Linked DNA regions of Mus musculus: all the other regions are linked to region 2. The links are chromatin contacts, called in public HiChIP or PLAC-seq maps. All regions are on one chromosome and are shown on one strand. The core of a region is the stretch at or near the end of the contact, and the rest is flanking DNA. Distances in the headings are between cores, read along the strand shown.

Evidence for each region. HiChIP or PLAC-seq counts read pairs in DNA pulled down with a chosen protein or histone mark.
Region 1: an H3K27ac HiChIP or PLAC-seq map of acute myeloid leukemia shows a contact between it and region 2, with 15 times the contacts expected there. The contact joins the promoter of Fhad1 here to the enhancer-like site in region 2. A contact is called at or near these places in 5 of 39 promoter capture datasets (the 3T3-L1 cell line, the C10 cell line, frontonasal cranial neural crest and 2 more), 1 of 115 datasets of contacts at active chromatin or transcription factors (acute myeloid leukemia) and 1 of 9 other capture datasets (embryonic stem cells).
Region 3: an H3K27ac HiChIP or PLAC-seq map of acute myeloid leukemia shows a contact between it and region 2, with 10 times the contacts expected there. The contact joins two enhancer-like sites. A contact is called at or near these places in 1 of 115 datasets of contacts at active chromatin or transcription factors (acute myeloid leukemia) and 1 of 9 other capture datasets (embryonic stem cells).

The regions. Positions count from the first base shown.
Region 1 is chr4:142,009,403-142,013,022 of GRCm38.p6, forward strand. Fhad1 (forkhead-associated (FHA) phosphopeptide binding domain 1) reads right to left here and starts at 2,249. Exons shown (of 32, transcript NM_177868.4): 1 at 2,143-2,249. The coding sequence starts at 2,235.
Region 2 is chr4:143,111,419-143,114,969 of GRCm38.p6, forward strand. Prdm2 (PR domain containing 2, with ZNF domain) reads right to left here. Exons shown (of 10, transcript NM_001081355.3): 9 at 216-359. The coding sequence ends at 239. Among named protein-coding and RNA genes, the nearest start is that of Mir7021, 23 kb to the right of the region's middle. Within about 2 kb of position 1,778, at least 45 of the 459 cell types and tissues checked have an H3K27ac peak or open chromatin away from gene starts, as enhancers often do. A contact at or near this core is called in acute myeloid leukemia, where this site is marked.
Region 3 is chr4:142,051,636-142,055,218 of GRCm38.p6, forward strand. The region is part of intron 1 of Tmem51 (transmembrane protein 51); the gene reads right to left. Among named protein-coding and RNA genes, the nearest start is that of Tmem51os1, 31 kb to the right of the region's middle. Within about 2 kb of position 1,831, at least 39 of the 459 cell types and tissues checked have an H3K27ac peak or open chromatin away from gene starts, as enhancers often do. A contact at or near this core is called in acute myeloid leukemia, where this site is marked.

The sequences.
Region 1 (3,620 bases), core at 999-3,498, 1.1 Mb before region 2:
AAGTTCCAATGGAGTGAACCCTCCTGCATACCATGCACTCAGACAAGGTTCTCTGTTGTTTCTGTTGGCTGTTTGGTCCTGGCCGTGAGAAAAGTAACACAGGAGATGTGGTGAGCTGTTGTTAAATTGGAATGAATGTGTTCTAAGATTAGGCGAACTTTGCAGAAATGCTAACCAGCCTGCTATGTAATGGCAGGATGCTGGATGCCCTCTCTCTGGAATTAGAAATGAGACAAATAAGGAGATTTATAGGTTTATACTGCCTCTGTCACTCTCAGTACTTAAAACCACACAGCTGCGGATGGCATTCGCAGCTGGTGAGGCGAGGGAGGCCATCTCCTACGCCGCTGGTGGAGAAGAAAGCCGCACAGCGGCGTTGGACAAGTTTGGTGGTTTCCCTGGGTACCATGCAGACATTTCCATGTGACATGTGACGCTACCATCACATACCCAGGCTTTCATGCCTACTCAGAAGCTGTGTCCAGCACGCAGCACCGTGCTGAGTAGATGCTTGGTAAACTCGGCACCGTCTAGAATCATCTTGGAAGAGGGACCTCAATTGAGAAAATACCTCCGCATCAGATCTGCATGTGCACAAGCCTGGGGGCGGGGCATGCTCTTGATTAATGATTGACGTGGAGGGCCCGGGCCACTGTGGATGGTGCTGACCCCGCACAAGGTGGTCCTGGAAGTGTTTAAGAAAGCAAACTGAGCAAGCCAGCAAGCAGTAAATGGGTGTCCCCTATGACGTCTGCTTCAGGTTCTGCCTCCAGGTTCCTGCCCTGCTTGAGTTCCTGCCCTGACATCCTTCAGTGATGGACTAGGCTGCAGAAGTGTGAGCCAAGTAAACCCATTGCTCCTCGAGGTGCTTTTGGTCTTAGTGTTTGTCAGAGCAATTGACAGCAAGCTAAAATGAGCAGCTATTTATTTTACTATGCTGACCCCAAACTAGAGATAATCACCGTTTCCAGTATATGACCGGCTAAGCAAACGGCACCATGTCTGTACCGTGGTCTGCTACTCAGCAATAAAAAGAAACAAGCTAGCAACCTAAGTGCATCTCTAGGCCTGAGGGAAAGGGAAACCAACTCAAATCAAACCCTGAATCACACACCGTATGATTTAATTAAAGTAACTTTCCTCAAACAACAGAATTATCGACGTGGAGAAGACAGTACTGGTTTCAGGGCTTAGGGGTGGTTGTGGGAGGGGCCACTGTAACTAGGAAGTGGTGTCTAGATCTCCGGTGGTGAGCTGTTTGGCATCTTGGCTTCTGCAAATGAATCTGCACCCATGATAAAATCATGGGTACCTACCCTCCACAGGCAACCCCTGCTACACACATACATACGGCCCGTGCTCTGGACTGCTTTGATGCTGTTATACATACATCACACTAGCATAACCACCCAGGAAACAGTGTGAGGGGCACACTCCGTCTCCCTTTTCAAAAAAAAAAAAAAAAAAAGCTTATTAAAGGCTTGTGGCGCAAGGTTTCAGGGAAGCTAGCTCCTCTGCTGTGGGAGGCCCCATCCCACGTCTCTCTAAAATATTTTAGCCTGCTTGAATATTTAAAGAGCTTCTGAGTCTCTGTTTTCATTATTCATCTCTTTCTTCCACTTCCTCAGCTGTCAGTGAATTGAGGCTTTGGACCACCAAACCACAGCTCGTCAGAAAATGAAGTTCAATTACGAGAGACTACGGCTAAGCCCAAGGCTTCACCTTGGAGCTTCCTGGGCTCCAGGGGCCCCTTAGAGCCAAGCTATGGAAAGGGAAGGCCTTGGAGGGGTGTTGGAAAAAGAGACCCTTCCCTGGGCACATGGTAAAGAAGAACACTTCAATGTACTTGCCCCGCGCACCCCTTCTAAGCTCCCCCAGAACGCTGCTTCTGGACAGGGGGGCAATTTGGGACCTGTAAGGACATGAGTTTGTTAACTAACAGAAGGCCCATCACCTTCCGATACCAAATGCCAGCTCCCCTCTGCCATCGGGAAGATTCCTGCATGGATCTTGGCTGTCCAAGGACAGAGTTGGCTGCTTGCTACCTGTGGCAGTTGGGCTTAGGGAGACTCAAGTCTACCTCACATGGAGGAGAGCTGGGGGGGCGGGGTGCATGGGACAGGCGTACGCCGTGTACCTCACCTGTAAGACGAGGTCTGAATCTGCATGCTTGCCGATTGTGGTGCTTTTATTCAGGACAAAAAAGCCATCAGCGCTCTTCAAATACGCTTTCATTCTTTCTGATTTCCCTACAGGAGGGTCCAGAAAGGGTTTGGTTAGAGAAACACATTCTAAGCCTGAGTGGATGAATTGGGGTCTCCTGATGTCATGGAGTCCTGAGGGAGAGGGAGACAGGGAGTGTCCAGGTGATGGACTAGCTCTGTCTTTTGAAGGTCATCTTTCCTAATAGTGATCACTAACAGAGAAGCATTGAAATATGATAATCAAATTCAAGGCATTTTTCTCTCTCTCTCTCTCTCTGTAAATACACAAGGTAGTTTAATGGTGGAGCTCCGGGTCGAAAAGTATCTCATGCAGGAGACAGTGGATTCGACCATGAGGCTTGAAAGCTATGGGTTTTTTATAGAAAAGGGTCTGGGGCTGGGGGAGGAATTGGCGCGGTTTCACATGACTGGTCCATTTAAACATCAGCAGAATGTACTCTTTTTTTTTTAAAAAATAAATTTATTTATTTATCTTATGTGAACATATATGTGCTTGAGGGTATGTATGTGCACCAGGTATATGCAGGGGCATGCAGAGGTCAGAAGAGGGCATCAGATCCCCTGGCATTGAAGTTACAAGCGGCTGTGACCTGCCATGCCACCTGGGTGCGCAGGTCTGAACCTGGGCCCTCTGCAAGAGCAGTAAGAACCTCTAACTAACCCGAGTCACCTCTCCAGAACCTCTAACTAACCCGAGTCACCTCTCCAGAACCTCTAACTAACCCGAGTCACCTCTCCAGAACCTCTAACTAACCCGAGTCACCTCTCCAGATTCCCGATGTTTTTTCTTAACTAGAGAAACAAAACAGAGCTCCAAATATCCCAACCACAACCCAAATGTCACAGACAGCGGCTGCCCCCTCCCTCGGCCTTCTTCTCCGTGACACCCACTGCTCGTGACACCCACTGCTCGTTTTTGCTTGGTTATGACCCAGCGCTTACTAGTTCAGACACTGCGGGTGAGTTACTCTCTCCCAGGTTGCCTGGCAACAACAGACTCCATCAGCTATTACTGATGCTAAGTTGGGCCTCTTACACTCCAGGTCAGAGACCCACAGGCTCCCAGTGAGTTCAAAGCACCAGGAGTCAGCCAATGGAAAAAGCAGGCTTCAACTGATTCTTGCTTTGTAAGTTGCTGCACTTCTCCATATACTGAAATTAGGAAAGGATGCTTTCGATTTTTATTTTAAAACTGTGTGTGTGTGTGTGTGTTACTGAGATATCTGTACACCTCAGTAAGCATATGGAGATCATAGGACAACTTGCAGGCATCTGTTTCCTCCTTCCGCTGTGGGTGGGTGATGGGGATCAAAACTCAAACACACCTCCCCAGGCTCCTTTGGCAAGTACGTTTACCTGCTGAGCCATCTCCCTGGTCCAAGGACTGACTTCTAA
Region 2 (3,551 bases), core at 528-3,027:
TACAGCCAGTAAATGGTGAAGCTAGGGTTTGAACCCTGGTGGTCCAGAATCTTCTTGCTAAGCTATAAAACTCATGCCTGCAGAAGGCCCCGTGCTAGCCTGGAGGGTGCTTGACACACCATCTCTCCCGCTTACTCACTCACCCAAGATGTACCTGGACCCCACCCTCGGACCCAAGAGCCAGGAGATGGTGCCAGGGCGCCTCTGTCTCCTACCTGTTAAGGAGCAGACAAAGTGCCTACTCTTTGAAGAAGGGTCCCTGGAACTGAGTTGCTGCTGCAGCCTTGACCTTTCTGCATTGTCTGGTGATATAAGGGGCTGTTGATGAGGCGCATCGCGATGCCAGGCGGAGGCTGTAGCTGTATGGAAAGAAGAGCGCAGGTCATCAGCAGCAACCAGTTTGGGCCTCTGGCATCACTGAAGGGGCGGGGATATCTTTGCCGCCCATATCTCCCAGGCCCACGCAAGGTGGCACTTCCTGCATGTTCGTGCCACGTACCTGGAGGGGTGACAGAACTTCCTAATGGAAATGTCAGTCCAGGGCCCTTTGTGTTTTACTTTTAAAGAAGTGTTGGAAGAGAGATGATCCCACCCACTTCTTTTGGCACACAGACTGCTTGTGCCCAGCTGGGCTCCCACCTCCTCTGGGAAGGCTGCCCTCTTTGCCTCCTGTGAGTGCACCCCACGCCTCATCCCCACTCTGGCTCCCCATTTCCGTCTCTGGCATCCCAAACTGCTATTGTGGGACACAGGAGCTGCTCTCCTCCTGGGGCACTAAGAGCTCAAGGTCATGGCTCCTTAGCTGCTGCTGCACCATTGGCTTAGCATGACAAGAGCCAGAATGGCTGTATGTGCCTGTAACCCCAGCAGCCCAGGAGGCTGAGGCAGGAGAATGGTGAGATTGGAGCTAGCCTGACTCATACTATTGACTGTGCTTCATATAGACCAGCTCTCTTCTTCATACAAGCGACTGACTCAGACTCATATTATCCTGAATTGACAGAAGGGAAAATGGAGGCACAAAGAGCCCAGGAGCCATCATCATGGGAAGCAGCATTATTTAACCAGGGCATGTGCTTGTCAGTGTCTGGTAGTATTTGGGTTGTCACACTGGAGGTGTGTGTGTGTGTGTGTGTGTGTGTGTGTGTGTGTGTGTCTGTTACACACACATACATACACATACTGCATATGTTAAGCAATGCTCAGGAAGTTATGAAACACCCCACTATGCACAAGGCAGCAAACAGCTATACAGCCAGAGTCTAACACAGTAGCACCCGCCCCTTAGCAACAAGGGATCTTCTCCAGGACACTCCATCCCCAGTGGGCGCTTGAAACTACTGAGCCCAGTACTGAAACAGTCCTGAGCTCAGTACACAGCATGGTTACACATACAAGCTGTAGTAAAGTTTGACTTAGAAATCAAATGAAGCCAGGCCTGGTGGCTCATGCTTGTAACCCCAGCACATAGAAGCTGAGGCAGGAGGATCACATGAGTTTGGGGTCAACCTGTGCAACAGATTCCTATCAGCCTAGGCTAGAATAAGATCGCTGAATGTTCTTTTTCTCTTAATATCTCACCGCACGTTCAGCTTCCCTCTGAGAAGCCTTGACAGCTACTCTCTGGCATCTGATACCACCCTTCCTTGTGAATCTACCCAACATTCAAAATCAGCCCCTAGACACAGAAGTCTTTGCAGGCCCCACCTTCCTCTCTAGGCGGCCCCTCTTCTCCAGGAGGCAGCAAACACAGACATTTCCACAAGGGGGCGCACCCTCTCCCCCGCCCAGGGTTTCTGTCCTAGTGTTTCCCAGCAACCTGCAGGAACGGCCCATTCTGTCATTACCCCTGGGCATCTTTGGCAGGAAGGGAAGACAATTTCAGCCACACTCCCAAGGCCTCTGTGAATTCCACATCCTTTCTCTCTGGATCCTCCACCCCAGCAGTCAAAAAGAGCAAATGATTCTATGTTCATTTCACAGATAAGAAAATGGAGACATGACTCAAGGACAGGGGCTTATTCTTGGGGGTGGCAGAGCCCAGGTCTTGCGCTCCCTGACTGTGGTGGACACCAGGTCACCACCTAGGTGACTGTCATGAAGTCTGGGGTTAAGACTCAACTGTGAGATAGACTCCTTCCTGCCTTGGGAGGTTGAGTGCCCACAGCAACTCTGGACCGAGTTGGTCCCCTGTTTAACCTAAGGATTATATGAGTTCCTGAGCCCCACTGCAGGTGATGACCACCTCAAGATCCTGGAGGTAAGCTTGGGGGGCTGAGGTCTGAACCTAGGGCTGACCCCAAGCCTGACATTTCTCAGCTAAGTCTCCCAGAGGGGACATCACCTGGACATTTGGGAAACCCCTTGAGTTCAGATCCTGACCTCAACTTGTGACACACATCATCTCTTTCTTGGTGACTGGTACTCTCTTGACATCCTGAAAGCCAGACCCACGGGGGTCTTCCTGTCCCCTCCTCGGCTGCTGTTGGAGGCTATCTGGTTCACCTTCCTCCCTCAGTCCCCCACCGTGGACACCTCTCTCCAGGTTTCCTGCCATGTTCCTTCCTCATGGGGCTTTTCCTGGCCACACGGGCCTCCCTCCAGTCTGTTCTGCAGATCTGTGATCTTTCCCCCAAAGGGCACACTAGACCACGACACCCCTTCACCGCACCTCTCCCTCCCACCACCCTCAGGACAAGCCTACTTTTTTTCTAAGGATGTACAGGATCCAGCTCTTCTGACCTCCTAGCCTACCTCAGTCGGTTCAGGGCTCACTGCTTCAGCTAACCCGGCCGGAGGGTTTGGTAGAAGCTGGGTTTGGACAGCTAAGAAACAGAGCCATGTTTTTAAGAGTTCCTTTCAAGCATCTGACTTCCCTGAGATTGAAGCTGTGTTGGGGGATGGGAGGGCTTTCTCTGTGCTTCACACGCACTGGCTCTGCGCAAGGGGGGTGCACCACCCGTAGCTTGCACAAGGTACCTTCCAGAAGCTGCACTTCAGGAAACAAAGTCCATAGGCCGCACACGCCATGCAGCCTACCCCAGTCTGTACGGACAGACGGCACAGTGCAGAGCGCCTTACCCACACCTGGCACTTAGGCAAGGCTCGGAAAAGGTGAGCAGGCAGGACACAACCATTCGACCGGGCAGCCATTTCTACTTCCTGTGTGTGCACTCTGCCAGGCTGTTCAGTCTATCAGGACTCTCTCCCTCTCAAGACTCCCCTTCCTTCCTCTGGATCTTCACTCAGATGCTTCCCTGTTAAAGCCTGTATCCGACCCCTCCGGGAAGATCTATCGGTGATTAATAGCTGCCGGAGGACATGGAGACATGCTATACGGTGGTGTAGCCACTGTCGAGGTGACAGTGATCCCGTACATAGTCCTCGCCCATACTCCTATCAGCAACTCTAATGACTCCCAATGAATGGGTCACAGAAGGGAGGGGGGAGGGGGAAAAAGAAGGAGGGGGAACGAGGGGGGAGGGGAGGAGGAGGAGAAGAAAAGACGACAGCTAGTTGGGAAGAGAAAGGGGACCAGTGAGAGTCAGAAA
Region 3 (3,583 bases), core at 581-3,080, 1.1 Mb before region 2:
GCCCTCCCTGCTTGACTCTCTCTTCAGACTCAGGGACTGCTGAAGCCAACTAGATGAGCCACAGGTACCTTTTTCCCTTCGAGATCTATGATGCAGTCACATACGCAAGGACCCCATCACAACGCAGGCTTGTCTAGCCATGGCCCGAAAGCTTCACTCTCCCCTGGGCAGCTATGAATGTAGTCCAACACAGAACTGTAAACTTACTTTAAGCACAATGTGAAGACACTTTTATTTGTTTTGTTTTGTTTTGTTTTGTTTTGTTTTTTGAGACAGGGTTTCTCTGTGTAGCCCTGGCTGTCCTGGAACTCACTCTGTAGACCAGGTTGGTCTCAACTCAGAAGTTCACCTGCCTCTGCCTCCCAAGTGCTGGGATTAAAGGCGTGCGCCACCACCGCCCGGCTGGACTTTTCCCTTTTTTAAAAACTCAACTACACAGGTCTCAAGAGTGAACTTTGAAGACGAATCACCATGTCACCAGCCTGAAGGTTAACAGAGATGCGATTCTGGGAAGATGGTGTAGCCTTCCAGGGAGAGTTAAGGGTGTAATTTAGCCAGCCCAAATGGCCACAGGTACTCCATGATTGGCTGTCTTCCAGTTAAATGTCATTAGGCTGATTTCTATAGTAGTTGGGACTCCTGGTATGCCACACGCATGTAGTGAGCTTCAGGTTACACATAAAGGGTCATACACTTTACTGGGGAGGGGGCTTTTGTTCCTACGGGGAGCGTCTTCAAAATCTTCGGAATAGCTAACATGCACTGATGCTATCACTAGCCCCAGGTGATCACCTTCATCCTTGCGATTAAACGAACACACTGTGGCCATTACCCCCCCACCACGGGGCGGCGGGGGGGGGGGGCGGTGGACTCTGAGGCCCCACGAGCTATCTCACTCTGCCCAAAGAAACTTGCTAATCAGTAACAGAGCTCGGTTGCAAACCAGAGTCAAGAGTCCAGAATCCGCTCCCCACCCGCTGCCCCGCCCCTCACGTGACCCACGCCCATGCCCTGCAGGTTTGTCTCCGCCCCCCCTCCCCCCCCTTGCTCGAAACCTTCTATCCACAGCTCCCGTGAGAAACGAACTTCATCCGCCAATGGCAGAAGCAGAGAGGGATAAAGGCCTGATAGAAAACAAGCAATAGTGAGGTTGAATGCCAGGGCCTTAGATCAGCTACCATGGGTCCAAACCGAAGGCTGACCAGGGCCTCTTTACCACCAGTCTCATGATCCCTCAACTTGAGGCTCATGGCCATTCACGAGGATGCCTGAAGCCTGTCTCGTGTCCCAGGACTCTGCCCTCACTGAGCTACATCAGCAGAGGACCAGGGGTTGAGATTAACCCACAGGCTCAGGGCTCTTGCCTGCTCTGGACATTTGTACAGCCCTGGGTCATCTGTTCCCATTCCCTTGGGCCAACAGACACCAGCCAAGTACCCAGGTGCTGGGGAATCAGCGACAAGTATCCCAGAGAAACAACTCAGACCCCAGCACCACACGGGTGTGGGCATCTTTAGGAAACTTCAAAGAGGGAGAAATGGCAGACAGGAAAATAGATATTATAACTAACAACTGTTAGTTATAAAATAGGCCACTGTAGGGACACTTCAAATATGTCCCTTATCTCTACAGAGTGTGAAGCTGTCCAAGCTTGTCACATAAATGATGCCCGGGGTGGGGGTGGGAGTCCCCTGAAGGCTGGGGTACTGACACACCAGATTGGGGGAGCAGGTTGACCAGAGCTATTCCCTGAATACTCAAACGATCCTGTGAGCATCTAGTATCCCTGTGCACTTCCGGTTCTAAGACTGGGCGTGGCCAGCCTGACCAATCAGTTCCTCTGGTTCCTCTCTCTCACACACACACACTCCCTTGCCCTGAAGGTGTGGTCTCTCCCCTGTCAGAACCCAAAAAGAGCCACCTGATTCTCTCTTCTGGAAACTCTCTGGTTCCCAGGAAGACAGAGCAGGGTCTGGAGCTGCTGGGGACCAGCATGTCACCCCCAGAGAAGAGACTGCCACTCTTCTAGGGATTCCCTGTGGACACATGACAGTTGAGGCAGGATAGGGGTGAGCCAGAGAGGACCTGGACCCAGGGATCCCCCGAGACCTGCAGCTGCTTGCTTCCACTAAGTGACCCAAATAAGGACAAGAGAGCAAAGCCAAACCAACACAGCCCAGCTGCTCGGAGGGAGCTGGCCTCTCTGGCAGCTAAAACCACTGTCCCCACAATGTCCTTTCTGCTCGCACAAGTGACTGTTAATTAAGGTCACTAAGTTGGTGACTAAGGAAGGACACCACTCAGGGCTGGAAGCAGGCATCTACTCTGGTCCCAGTCCTATTACAGTCACCCCTTACTTTACTTACTGTAGATCACCCAGATGTGAGGCCTGGAAGCTGTCAGTTGGAGACAGAGGGTTAAGTAAGCCTGTCCATCAAACAGTGTTGCCAAGGCTACCAACACAACTAGTTGCGGAGATGCAGCTAGGAGAAAGGAAAGGCCATGAGCTCAGGCTGCAGCCCCAGTGGGCAGCCGGTTTACCTAGCATAGGAAGCCCCGAGCTCAATCCCTAGAACTACATGACCTCTGCCGTGCAGTGCCTGAGTAATCTAAACAGGAAGTGGAAGTAGAAAGGTCAGGAGTTCAAGGTCAGCCTTAGCCACACAGCAGTTTGGGGCCAGCCTAAGCTACACGAGACTCTCTCTAAAAATGAATGGATGGGCGCATGAATAAGGAAATAAGGTAATTTGATGGGAGCTGGAGAGATGGCCCAATGGTTAGGAGTCCTGACTGCTCTTCCAGAGGTCCTGAGTTCAATTCCCAGCAACCACAGGGTGGCTCACAACCATCTGTAATGATGCTCTCTTCTGGTGTGTCTGGAGATAGTATACTCATATAGATAAAATAAAAATAGTAAGGTACTTTGAATAGGACTTGGGAGTATGGTATGGAGGGGAGCTGGTGAGTGGGAAGCACAGGGCAGCCTGGGCCTCTGGGAAGCAGCCTGCCTTTCCAAAGTATGCAGGTTGGGAGCATGAGGAACTACTGTACCCTTGCAGCACGCCATGCTGGCTCCCACGGACCTGTCACTCAAATGTCACACTCATGAGTCTGGAGAGATGACTCAGCAATTATGCATACTCACTGAACAGAGGTCCCACGTTCATCTCCCAGCGCTCACACTGGGCAACTCAACCACTGTTAACTCCAGCCCCAGGGGATCCGGTGCCCCCTTGTAGTCTCTGCAGGCATCTGATCTTAGGTGAGTGTGCATGCATGCATGCACATGAGCGTGTGTGCAAACACGCTCACGCGCGCACACACACACACACACACACACGAAAATAACTTTTTTTTTTGAGGCAGGTTTTCTCTGTATAACCCTGGCTGTCCTGGGACTCACTCTATAGTCCATGCTGGCCTCGAACTCAGAATGGGGTTTGCAAGCCAAACACCTGCAGCTGCTATTGTTGTTGTTGTTGTTATTATTACATAATTCTTTTTTTTTAAAGATTTATTTATTTATTATATGTAAGTACATTGTAGCTGTCTTCAGACACTCCAGAAGAGGGAGTCAGATCTC